Regions from separate parts of the Hordeum vulgare genome. Here region 1 is linked to region 2. Evidence: chromatin contacts called from public Hi-C data. All regions are on one chromosome and are shown on one strand. The core of a region is the stretch at or near the end of the contact, and the rest is flanking DNA. Distances in the headings are between cores, read along the strand shown. Region 1 holds the start of LOC123412578. Region 2 holds the start of LOC123410529 (ankyrin repeat-containing protein At5g02620-like).

What was found. Hi-C and Micro-C count contacts between places; a contact is called where the count stands out from the background.
Region 1: a contact with region 2 is called in a Hi-C map of seedling, with 5 times the contacts expected there. The contact joins the promoter of LOC123412578 here to the promoter of LOC123410529 in region 2. A contact is called at or near these places in 2 of 6 Hi-C or Micro-C datasets (leaf and seedling).

Annotation. Positions count from the first base shown.
Region 1 is chr7H:223,616,640-223,619,937 of MorexV3_pseudomolecules_assembly, reverse strand. LOC123412578 reads left to right here and starts at 1,627. Exons shown (of 16, transcript XM_045105528.1): 1 at 1,627-1,976; 2 at 2,095-2,148; 3 at 2,250-2,483; 4 at 3,254-3,298. The coding sequence starts at 1,905.
Region 2 is chr7H:222,975,133-222,978,297 of MorexV3_pseudomolecules_assembly, reverse strand. LOC123410529 (ankyrin repeat-containing protein At5g02620-like) reads right to left here and starts at 1,691. Exons shown (of 4, transcript XM_045103477.1): 1 at 1,374-1,691; 2 at 584-1,207. The coding sequence starts at 950.

The DNA of each region.
Region 1 (3,298 bases), core at 378-2,877, 640 kb before region 2:
CACACATGTATTTGAGTTTTCAATCAATATAATTATAGTATGGTAATAAACGATTATCATGAACAAGGAACTATGATAATAATTAATTTATTATTGCCTCAAGGGCATATTTCCAACAATGGGGCCCCGATGGGTCCTCTCTGGCCCATTATGGCTTCATAATTATTCAAATAATTATTCATATATATAGGACTCCTCTTTTATACTCCCAAGGCACCACGTGCCCAGGAGTACATACTCTTAGGAATACCGACCTATTTTCCTATATATATTGAAATAATTATTCAAAAATCCATGCTACGTTTTGAGCTCTGGAGAATTATTTTTTCTTGTGTTGCATTTTATGTCCATAATTCCAGCTCTCCGGTAATCCACTCTCTTTGTACTCCTTGCATTTTAAGAGATAAAATACATTAGAATTCCATGAAATGATGTCATTGAATCTGCATAAGTTATAGTAAAAAATAATGATACAGAATGGACGTATCAATGTGTCACTGAATTCAGGACCTTAGGCCATTAGCTAGGTTGTTTAATAAAACATAGAAACTGAAAAAAAATTAGGGGAAGAACTTTACGAAACATGACCAAGTTGTTCTAAGGAAACTTGTCCTAAATTTTACCATCATCGTGTGAAAAGATTTATGAAATGTCCTTTAGAAGAATTGTTGGAGTTGTTCTAATGCAAGATACCAAACATGCCCTCTATATTGAATTTTTTTTCTTACAATAGATCGCGACTCCTCTCTCACGATCATAAAAAGAGGTGCATTTTCCAGATACATGACACTCGCTAGCAATCCCACCGCCCCTTCCCCTACGATCACCATCTTGGCATCGTGAGGGTGAGGGGAGCCCCGGTTTCTTGTTCGAGTGTGTTTTAGTCCTAGGGTTTCTAGGTTCCGAGTTTCCTCCGTCGATGTCATGGTGGGGCAGATGCCGATGGTGCTCATAGGAATAATGATCTCCAAGCCCGCGCTCTTGCTCGTTGGAGGTGTGGTTGGTGCGGGGAAGAGTCTTGTGGAGTCCAAGCTATTGAAATGCGATAGTCATGACTAATGCGGATATGCACAAGACGATGGAGGATCCGACCGCCTATTGTAAGGTGGGTTGGCGTTGGCCTTGGACTCGTAGGTGAAGAGGCTCACAGTCAATGTTCTTTACGGGTATAGATCCAATGTTCCGTAGTTGGGACTATTGTGGTTCGTTAATGCCTCCTCGTCAAGGGTTTCTTCAACGCCAAAGTTGTGGACCACCTTTCTTTTTCGACGACGGCGAAGGTCATGATTTGTTAATAGTTACAGCAAGGACATATGCAACAGTGATACAACCGTTTGTACCCTTGTTGATATTTTCTGTTGCTTGTATGTGTAACATATTTATATCACTATTACTCCCTGTGTATCACAATACTTGTTGTTCGAAAAACAAGAGGAAATATTATGAATACAAGTAATATATGAATACTGAAGTACAGTACATCTTAAGAAGTACATTTCTTACGGCACACAAGAGGCAATCATGCAACATCGCACAAGTATGTCTCGGGCCCTGAATCCCTGACAGATTGACCCCACCACCAGATCACTAGTACGAATCACATAGACACACTCCTCCTCTCGGGGTCTCTACTCCCTGTGCTTTCCATCCCGGCATCCCGCCGCCTCCTCTCCCACAATCGCACGCCCCGCACAAATCCCCCCCCCCCCCCCCCCCCGGAGAATTTCCGATCGCCTCATCCGCAGCTCGCGTAAAACCCTAGCCCCTCCCCCCATCGGCCTCCAGCCGCGGTTCGTTCGGGCTTCCTCACGGCGGGCCTCGCCGCGAGGACTAAACCCTAGCCCCGCCGCCAGATCCCGATCCGGCGCGGTGGGAGCCGGTCCGGACCCCGCCAGCGACGCGAAATGGAGGCCGCGGCGGCGCGCAAGGAGTGGCGCGCCGTCCCCGACGCCCCGCTCCGCACCAATGGCGCCGAGGTCGTCCCCCCCGCCGCCTCGGTCCACCCGCACGGCAAAAACCCTTTCTTTCCCCTCACCGCCGTCCGTCTGTCTCTCATGCTGCGTCTCCGTCTTGTTTGTATTGGTGTTTCTTTAGGATGCCGCGGAGCGCATGAAGATGGCGCAGTCCGAGGGCAGGGCCATCTACCAGGTATGCGTGTGTGTGTGTGCTATCTTCCTCGCAGCAATGCACCTTTGCTTGGTTGATTTTGGCGTGGTTTGAATAGGCGGCGGATTGGGTTCTTGGTGCAGGATGAGTCGGGAGGGCTGGACGACTTCTGCTCGATCACCATCGATGGGAGCGGTGGGCTCAGCGATGACATCCTGCAGCAGCGCCTGCAGAGCATCGTGCGGCAGCGGGAGGAGCTGCAGCAGGTCGAGATCGATCTGCGCGCACAGGCCATCGCCCACCCACAGATCATCGAGGTGCAGCGCCGATTCGGGGAGGCTACCAAGGAGCATGTAGTAGCAGCTGAAAAGCTCAAGGTTGTGTCTCTTTCCCTTTTATTTATGTGCCGGGTCTTTCCCAACTCACTAGGCTGCAACAAGTACTCGTGACTTGTTCATTGCAGACGGCATGGTATATACGGAGTACTGCTTAGTGGTTGCTTGGGAAGTAGTACATTCTACTGATTATTTTGAGAGCCATATTGGTAGACAGCTATCTACCACCTTTTTGGTGATTGCGCTGTAGCTCGCTGTTATTTTGGTTTTCTCTAACTGCCGAGTTCTGTGTTATGTTGACAAGAGATGGTGTATCTCTGTAGGATTCCTTTCTTGTATTTGTACGGTTCACCTTTTTTGTGTGGTTATCTGCTGATGAGAAATGAATGGTGGTTAATGGCCTAAATGCTCGGAAGATAGTTACGTGATGCACACATGTAGGTTCGTTACACTGCTATATAGGTAGTTTGGTACCCCCTCTGACTACAAAAATTTGGCACCCACGCTTTTCAAGATTTGACTTTGACCATGAATTTAGCTAATGAAATGTATCCAAAAGGATTTTCCAATGAATTTCCCCCCTACTTACATTGTCTACGTATGCCTTCCTTTTTGAGTCGTTGGCAGTAGGATGCAAGGCAGCTTCAGATTAGCTTATCTGCCTTCTGGTCTGACTTCAACTAACACATTTTCTTGGGTGTTACCTTGTGTTGTTTCAGTTACACATGTAGCATCTAGTCTGGTGATATAATTGAAGCAGAACTTATGTTGTCCTTGTCACGGGAAACAAAACTGATGTTCATATTTAACAGGAACAACTACATGAACGGGAGAAGTACATTCTTGAGCTGGAAATG
Region 2 (3,165 bases), core at 442-2,941:
CGATCTCCACTACCAAAAAGTCAACAATCAGAATGATATAAGTTCCAGTAGAATAAAGCAGAGTGAGATAAGATCTAACTAGTGGTTGCATTATATCCAACGTGCACAACACAACTACGACTATCTCTTACACATCACACCATAACTTCTTTGAGAATAATCCAGAATTTCCCTACCACTCATAAATCAGGACTGCTGGTGCTACTGAGAAACTCAACTTGTCAGTTGCCACATACTAGTACATAAAATAGTCAAGATTAGAGTCTAAATAAAATCTGGTATGCATTATTTTCAGACATTAATGAGAAAAGAGGATAGCCACGGAATAATTGATGTTAGCACTTGTTCTTAGATGAAATATCATGAACAAAATCAATGTTCTTGTTGTGAGCACTAGTATGCCACCAACTCAATCAGACAAGAAGAGACATTTTTCGACCCAGAGCAATCTACTCACTGCACCAAAATCTATGCCCACATCCTGAATACAAAGACCTCTAAGGAATCATCTCACAGGCTTGGATTGAAATGAATTATCAGAACAAACAATATGCCGGTCTGGTGACAAGGAAAAAAAGGTTACCCAGATGGCCCTGCTTGGCCGCGATGTGGAAGGCGTCGAAGCTGTTGCTGGCCTTGATCCCCGCCGTCTGCATATCGGACACCTTCAGGATCTCGCGCACCACCTCGGTGTGCCCCTTGTCGGCGGCCACGTACAGCGCCGTCTCCCCGTCCTGGTTCGGCCGGGCGGCCAGTTCGCCGGCCAGCTCCCGGCCGGGTTCGGCAAGGATCCTCTGGACGTTGGAGACGTTGCCGGCCCTCGCCGCGAGGTGGAGCGGCGTGTCACCGCGCTTGCCGGGACTGTCCTTGCTCCGCCTGAAGTTGTCCATTCCCCGGAAGCTCTTGAGCTTCTCCAGCGCGCCCAGGCGGAAGCTGGTCTGCCTCTCCATGTCCAAGCCCAAGAATCAACCAGACGTGACCGGAGGGATTCCTGTTCTTGGGAAAATCCAGGTAACCCCTTGCCTCACCAACTCCGGTGATTACGGTTGCTTCTCTTGATTCCTACGGACCTGAGATTGTGATCGCGAAAAATTCAAGACTTGCCTTCTCTGATTTACAGGAGGCAAAGGCTGCCTTGGACCAACCGTTGCAAGCACTGGGATCCCCACCAATCAATAGCCTTGGGCCATGAACACAGCACCTGATACTGCAAGGGGGAGAAGACAAATCTCAGCATTCTTGCCAGCTTTTGGCACGGCGGCCGATCCTAACAAAGAACATCTCCAAGAACCGAAGATGAACGAGAAAAGCTATGAAATTCAAACCTACAAACTGAGACAGGAGAAAAGGAAAAAATAAAAATGAAACCTTACCAATTTCCCCCCAGAAGCCAGTGCACCAAGGAAACAAAACCAGATGATTGATGCTAGAGCTCCCAAAACCCCAGGCTCTCTTGCGCCGGTCGCCACGAACCCAGATGGCAGGCAGGACCTTCCAATGAGCCAAGAAAAGAGAAGGGAACCAAGGTCCAGTGGGAATCTTGGACCTCTCCTAGCTTTTATTCTTCTCGTTTGTTGGCTGGCTCCTCTCCTATCCTAGAGCTCACTTTCAGGGTTCACCACCTCTGCTTGGCCTCTTTCCACCCCCAAGTGCAGTACGGTTTGTTTCTTGCATTTCTGGGAATAATTAACTGCGCAAGTTGGCCGTCTCTATTGGTTCCCATTTTCTTTTCATGTTCATTTTTCAAATTCATGCTGGAGCTCCCACTAGCTCGATAATAAAAATATAATAACAATAATAATGATAATACTAAATAATAATTATGATAACAGTAAGCTATTATGTATTACTCCTTCCGTGTAATTTAGTTATCGCTCAAACAAATGTATCCTGTGGAAGCATGTTAAAAAATATAGGCACAAAACAGTTTTCAGTCATAAGGATTACATAGTCGAGTTGGTCATTTTTGTACTTACTTCCTTAGTTCTTAAATATTTTTTTTTTAGAGATTTCATTAAAACTATATATAAAATAAAATAAAAGAATCTATAGTCTAAAATATGTCTATATGTAGATTTGTATGTAATTTTTTTAATAAGTAAAAAGACTTATATTTAGAAATGGAGAAAGTATATGTAATCAATCCAGTTTCACTTTCCCTATTTGAAGGATCCAGTGGAGGCGTATGTGAACATAAAAAACACTTGTTATTAGAGTATAAAAAAGAAAACGGAAAACAGTTGTACTTCTGGTTTATAAAACATCGAAATGGCCATACCTTACACGTGATGCCGACAAGATTCTTTTAGGCCCCACCTGTCAACGTGACATTATAGGTAGCTCTTCTTTGAATGCATACACGTATGTATAGGTGAAGGTGCACATGCTGCCTTGTGTGGGCTCCGGCCGGCAGCCGAAAGCCGCCAAAAGCCCAATCACTTGAGAGCACAAGAATACAACACATTGCATGTGGCCGCCCTGCCTCCCCCAGCATTAAATATACAGTACAAATAATGGTTTGTCACGAATTACCATCCTAGTACAATGATATATCCCCTTCGTGTTTATTTACTTGACATATTAGCTTTGTGTCTAGTCGAACTTTTTAAACTTTAACCCAAGTTATACAAAAAAAAATAAGATCCAAAATACCAAATCAAATAAGATCGAAATCGTCATTAAATATATTTTCATATCATATATATTTTTTATTGTGAAATTATGGATTATTTAAAAAAATTGACTTAAGCTTAAGCTAATATGCGTAAAATGGAGGGAGTATATATTTATGTATGGAGTGGGGGGGGGGGGGAAACACAAGCTGGGGCCAAACGATGGGTACCTCTTAAAGTGTGTCCTTCGCCTCACTTCACTTTGAAGTTGAGAATGACAGCCCCACGAGAAAAAAATAAAAAAAAATGTTACTCTGTAGGTATGAGTACAAAATGAGCAACAATGACTAGAAACAATCATTTGAGATTTATTAAAAATTTTAGCAAAAAGAGTATCTGTATTATAACAGAGGAAACATATTAGGACATGACCAATGCATAGTCCCAGATTGATGTTCCATATGCCTCGGATATAAATTTGGATGGTGTAGCAAGATCCTCTGTAAAAGGTTGGTGCTTTAGAAAAAAAAGTGTGATCTGATGCAAAAACTAA